Linked DNA regions of Mus musculus: region 1 is linked to region 2. Evidence: chromatin contacts called from public Hi-C data. All regions are on one chromosome and are shown on one strand. Each heading gives the region's core, a stretch centred on a gene start, on an enhancer-like site or on the middle of the called end of the contact. The rest is flanking DNA. Distances are from core to core; before and after follow the strand shown.

What was found. Hi-C and Micro-C count contacts between places; a contact is called where the count stands out from the background.
Region 1: a contact with region 2 is called in a Hi-C map of the HPC-7 cell line, with 6 times the contacts expected there. The contact joins two enhancer-like sites. A contact is called at or near these places in 4 of 39 promoter capture datasets (the C10 cell line, HPC-7-derived erythroid cells, embryonic stem cells and 1 more) and 3 of 484 Hi-C or Micro-C datasets (the HPC-7 cell line, bone marrow-derived macrophages and uterus).

Annotation. Positions count from the first base shown.
Region 1 is chr8:82,386,249-82,389,280 of GRCm38.p6, forward strand. All of the region lies in intron 1 of Il15 (interleukin 15), which reads right to left. Among named protein-coding and RNA genes, the nearest start is that of Il15, 15 kb to the right of the region's middle. Within about 2 kb of position 1,568, at least 19 of the 459 cell types and tissues checked have an H3K27ac peak or open chromatin away from gene starts, as enhancers often do. A contact at or near this core is called in the HPC-7 cell line, where this site is marked.
Region 2 is chr8:82,842,481-82,845,539 of GRCm38.p6, forward strand. No RefSeq gene overlaps it. Among named protein-coding and RNA genes, the nearest start is that of Gm31545, 6.5 kb to the left of the region's middle. Within about 2 kb of position 1,406, at least 17 of the 459 cell types and tissues checked have an H3K27ac peak or open chromatin away from gene starts, as enhancers often do. A contact at or near this core is called in the HPC-7 cell line, where this site is marked.

The sequences.
Region 1 (3,032 bases), core at 318-2,817, 460 kb before region 2:
AGTACAACACAGTTTTATAGAATTCATATGCCATGTAAAAGCATAACATAAATCATCCCCATGTAAGCACGGGCCATAGCCTTCTAGGCAAGTAGCATCCAGTATACCCCTAACATTTGCTTACAAGAATTTGTTTCTAAAAAGGCAGAATCTCTGTCTGTGGATTGTTCTCTGAACAATGATAGAGGATTCACCATCTTCTATTATATTCTCATGAAGGCTACCATGTTCACAATTAAGTTACTAAAATAATGGTAGCTTTATCACATTGAAGCTGAAGAATTTTTTATAAAATCTGGATCCTCATCAACATTGTCAGAACTATGAAGGAGATGGGAAGCCAAGAAACATGAATATACATTTTAGTTCTGTCTTCAAGTAGCTTCATGGCCTTAGACAACTTATCTTTGAAATACAGAAATTATATTGGAGGTGACCCTAATTCAGTGTTGAAGTACCATACATAAAGTCATAGTTGACCACCACAGCATATATTGCCAAGTCTTTTCTTTCTTCAGAATATCAGATGTAGCAGCCCAAGAATTTCATCTAATCATCTTCTTTTTTTTTTTCAGAAAAGAAAACACACAGAAATTAAGTGCATTGTATAGATTTACACAGTGAGATAAAGTTTGGGTTCAACAATGTGTTTTGTCCCCCCTGCCCCGGGGCCTTTGCTGTTCCCCAGTTGGTTCTTGATCTGTCAGTAAAGAAGCCTCGAGACAATTGCTGGGGGCTTGGGGGTCGGGGGAGGAGGAATAGACAGGACGTCCAGGTCCCTAGAGGAAAAGAGACAGGTACAACTCATCATGCTTTGGAGAGAGAAAAGCTAAACAGCCATGTGAGGTCTCAGGAGGAATGGCCACTCACACAGGTGGGTGGTCAGGGATGTTTACTAGGGACTAGATGTATCTGAGCCACTAAAGTTTAGGGCAGGTGGGAGGTGCAGAGATAAGACTATTAATAAGGGCACACTTTTCCAGGTGGAAGATAATAGTACCCAGCAATTGTGCCAAAAGGCAAGTTGAAAATGAGCAGCGTATATGTATTTTATCCATGGATTCAAGGAAAACTGGGTGGGGTCTGGTAACACAGTCCATTCCCAGACCTTAGGCAAGGTAGGGAAAGCTACATGCAACACCCTCTCCCCAACACACATTAGTTATCTACTAGAGTTTACTTAGCTACCAAGAATATGTGAGCATTATGCTAGCTGCCCACACAAACTTTAGTTCCGAGATGAAGGCAACTTGTTCCAATTAAGTAGGATTGTGATGGTTAGTCTTGCAACTCTACATGAATTGACTATATATAAAGGTGTACTTATTAGTAGATTTTTGAATTGCTGTTTTACAGCTTATAATTAGCCATCCTACAGCATCAATACTATGATTCAAAATGCTATCACACTGCTATGAATTCAATCTACTGTTTGCAAATAGAGAGCTTAAGGGTCAGAACCAACCAGTGTTCCAGAGTAATTCTCCTTATTCTAACCCACAATAGCTCAGTTATCTAACTTCCTCCTTGACACTTTTGCTAACAGCACTCTCCTTTTTGCACTATCTGGCAGACCATAAGTATCCTGTCTAAACATGCTCTTATCGTTGTCTTCAGCACTTCCTTTAAGGTTGAAACAATGTTCTATCCTCATTAGCTTCCAAGAATATTTCTTCACATTTCTGTATTAAATTCAATATTTACTATACCTTTTTAAGCATACAGTTCTCCAATTTTGAAGGGTCTCATTTATCTTTACTCCCTTTGGAGCTTGACATTAGCTTTTTTTTTTTTTCCCTCATTACTAAGAATGTACTGACAGGTTTTTTTGTTGTTGTTGTTGTTGTTCTGTGTTATCTATTCAGTCTTCAAACCACAATTTGTCATGGAGAATTGTTGTGTCTCTGCTGGGAGATGTTGTATGATCTGTACTAATGTATTATGCTAGCTAGTGATAATTTACTGTTGAAAAATATCATAAACTTACTCTCTAGTAAACTTGCTGAACTCTCTAGTAAGTTTTAGTAATTTCTTGTTTTACATAGCTTTCATATATAAATTATGGAAGTTTACATTCTCCTAGTCACATTTTTATAAATGTTGATTATTACCTGTGAGAACTACTAGCAAATAATAGTCTTCGTATGAAGAATGCAGAATCTAAAGTGAGACCTGAGTTCAAACCCATTCTATCACCTTCTAAATGACAGCACTGAACAGACTATTTGAGTCATATGTGTCAGGGATAAAAACCAGACACACAGGAGAAGAAGATGTTGGATGAACCAGTACATTCCTAACAAGGGCAGCATGTCCTGATGCCTGTCTGTGAAGGAAAACAATGCATTTAAAGTCAGTCATTCTACACCAAGGGTACTCAACTCTAGATTGACAGCTACTAACTGCCCCATTAGATAATACATCTCTGGAGAGTTTCATGATTACTTATGTCTGTCTCTCACATAACTTGGCAGAGAACCATACACAGAGAGAGTGATCAGTAAATAGGCACTATTGTTCAGCAGAACTGCCCTGATGTTAGCCTTCCAGAACTAAAATCCACAGCTTGGAGGACCTAGTTGGTAAATAACAGTGGCTGGGGTTAAGAAAGGCCAAGGTTAGTAAGATAAGTATATTCATGCCAAGTCAAACAAGACCTCAGCAAAATTATGTCTTATGTTTCTTCACAAGCAACCACTAGGGCATTGCTTTACAAGAGATAACATCTAAAGCTATAAACTATAGATTTGTAAATCATCATTGGACTCACACTGTGACATTATAATTCTAAGATGATATATTTAATCTTTAATATTCTTGTGAGAAGAGGCAGTAGATAAATTGCATGTCAACAGCAAGCCTAGTTTTGTAAAGTTCCCTTATCCTCTTCTGTTGAATTGTTTCTAAAATACTTGGCAATGAGAATTAAGAAAACCAAAAGAGCCCTGTTCGAATGAATTTAGAGATTAGGGTTTGCCGTATTTCAATTTCCTTTCATTTATGAAAGCATTTTCTTTGTAATTGCAAATCTG
Region 2 (3,059 bases), core at 156-2,655:
GGGGAGTGGGGGCTATGGGGGTGGGGAGCATCTCTAGGAAGTCTCTTGTCTAGATTTTAGATGCTATTTCTATTATTTAACAAGAAGCTACAGAGTGACATGGGGTGGTTGGTACAATTCTGAGCATAGGTGCTATCTTAGAGGTAGCATACCATGATGAACCAGACCCCCATGTTAGATGCTTTATCTCTGGCCTGAGCCCTGAGCATCTCAGCGCCCTTTTGAGCAACTGTGTGTAAGAGTGTACATTTGCAAACAAGGGGTGGTAATGTGGTGCTATGCGTATACCTTCTTCCTCCATGTCATGAATCATACCCTGACTCTTATTAGGACATACAGATTCAGTATAGAGATGGGCAATAGAACAGTTGGGCACAAGAAGGGGGGGTAGTGTGGGGCAGTGGGCATGGGAGAATAAAGGGATTGGGGGAAAACCTGCATCCTGCCAGAGAGTTCTGGTGCTCTGGGCAGACAGACGTGGAGGACTGCCACATGCTTTCCACATGGCCCCAGGTGGGTGTCTGGCTGTGGGAAGCTATGGACCCAGCCCATGGTGGGGGGTAGGGGGTGGACAAAGGGTAGTCCTAGGTCTCTGGGCCTCAAAGAGGCCAGAGATAACAGATTCTCACTCTCGGGCATCCCAGACACCACTGGTCACCACAGAAGAGCTAAGAACAAAATGGGGGCCCCGGGGAAGGCTTGGTCAGCGCCAGGGTGGAAGGGAGGATAGGGCAGGGAAAGAGGGGGTGCTGGTTGATTCCCACGCGGCTGAGAGACCTTGGTCTGGTCCGTGGCTGGAACGCAGGAAGGCCTTCTGGCAGGAGGTTAGAAGAGGTTCTTTAGGGGAAAGCCTATGCCATTGTTCTAGCATGGCAGACCTTGATGAGCAGGGAGAGTCTATGGTTTTAGAGCTTTGTTGTAGAAAGGCAGAGAGAAGGAGAGAAGGTAGAAAGAGGGAGAGAGGCTGGCCATGGCCATGTGGAGGGTGGGGGAGGGAAAGAGAGAAAGAGGGCTACAGATGAGAGTAAGAAAGGTGAGAACTTAAAGAGGGAGAAGGGGCCAAGCAGCCCCTTTTATAGTGGGCTGGGCTACCTTGCTGTTGCCAGGTAACTATGGGGAGGTACATACCTGGCTATATTCAGGTAAATGTGGGGGTGGAGTTTAGCCAGAATACCACAAGCTTGGGACATTGTCTATGTGACTTATCGTCACAGAATTATGGAGTTGGGGGCTCTGTGGTGTCAGGCATCTGTCTCTGGAAATGTGGGTCACTGTTCTGTCCCTTGTAGAGTTTCCTACTGGGTCGCTGGAGCAAGCCTCATTCAACCTAAATAGGCTGCCTTTTACAGCCCTACAGGATAGGGCACTTCCTCAAAACTAAACAAGTGGAGGCCAAGGGCACTGGGAAGCAAAATCAATGTCTTCCTGATTCTGTTGAAGCCAAACCTTGTGGGCTACCACTGCTTGCTGGTTCCCCATTAATCTGGCTCTCTAGTCACCTGGTCACCCATATTTCTCCTTCTTCCTCAGCAACCAAATTTGACTGCAGTTAAAAGCTCAAACCTGAGCTGGTGGGATCAGAAGTTTTCTCAAGAGCAGTGGTTTAAATGGCCATCCTAGGAATCCCTTTTATTGCTACTATCTATCTACCTACCTATCTATCTACCTATCTATCTATCTATTTAATTTTGAAGTTAAAATTAAATATTTCCCCTGCTTCTTTCCTCCCTCCAACATTTGCTCTTTTTCAAATCCACAGCCTCTATTTCTTTGTCATTACTCTCTCTCTCTCTCTCTCTCTCTCTCTCTCTCTCTCTCTCTCTCTCTCTCTCTCTCTCTCTCTGACACTCTCTCACCTCTCCCTCTCCCTATCCCCCCTCTCTCTCACACACACACATATTTCCAAATGTATAAACACACTTTGCTCAGCCCATATAACGTTGGACATATACTTGTCTACATATGATTCCATGATTCCATGACTAGCAACTTTGTATTTGTATTGGATAAGCTATTAGGGGTCTCCTCCCCCCCCCCAGACTAATTCTGCTCTTGGTATTCCTGACAGTGGCATTATGTGCTCTCTTTTTTTCAATGTGTTGTTGCTTCATTGCTGTCTATAACCACAAGAGGATGCTCTGACAACATGCCTAAGGGGACAGAGAGAAAAGCAGAAAGCACTTGAATTATTTTTTTTATTTTTGAGAATTTTGTACATGATACAATAAAACATTCTATCTACCCACTCCATTATCTCCATACTTCCAAACATACCTGTTTTCAACTTCATGTCTTTTTTGTTTGGTTATAACCAAAGAGTTCAGTTAATGCTACTTATTCACACATAGGCATGGAGCCATCCACTGGAGCATAGGGATTCTACCAGGGGTCACATACTCAATAAAGAATGATCCTCCCTTCTCCAGCCATTGTCATAGCTCCATAGCAAGTGGTGCCATTGACTAATCTGAATTCTATGCTGTAACTCTCCTCTGGTTGCTTTTGCCTTCAGTAGGTCTTGCACTGGTAACAACAGCTGCTGGGATTTCATGACTACGACAGCCACATCCTGTCCAGAAGGCAGCATCTCTCAGCACTCTCCCATCCTCTGGCTCTTCCATCCTCTCCTCCTCTTCTGCAATGTTCCCTGAGCCTTGGTGATGGTGCTCATGGCAGGGACAGGCAATGCAGATGCCCCAGTTAGAGCTGAGCACTCAGCCTCTTGTTCTTGGCATTTCAGTCAGTTCTGCATCTCTCCAGTGATTGGTTTCACAGATCAAGGTTGAGAGCATCCCAGGTCTGTTGGTATCAGGATGTGGGCAGACAAGAGAAGGACCTAAGCATTGACTCCTCAACAGTAGCATTGTGGACTCAGCCAACCTTAGGACTGCCTACCCTGCACTTCTTCCTGTCTGAGAGGCTAAGTCCATTGCTTTTGAATATAGTCTTACCCAGAATCTTGCCAGTTGCTGCTGTATCTTTACCATCAACACAAGGTGCTGCCACAGTCTGAGACTTCCATGCTTGGGAATGCTTGGACTTTTGAGTTGAGTCTTTCT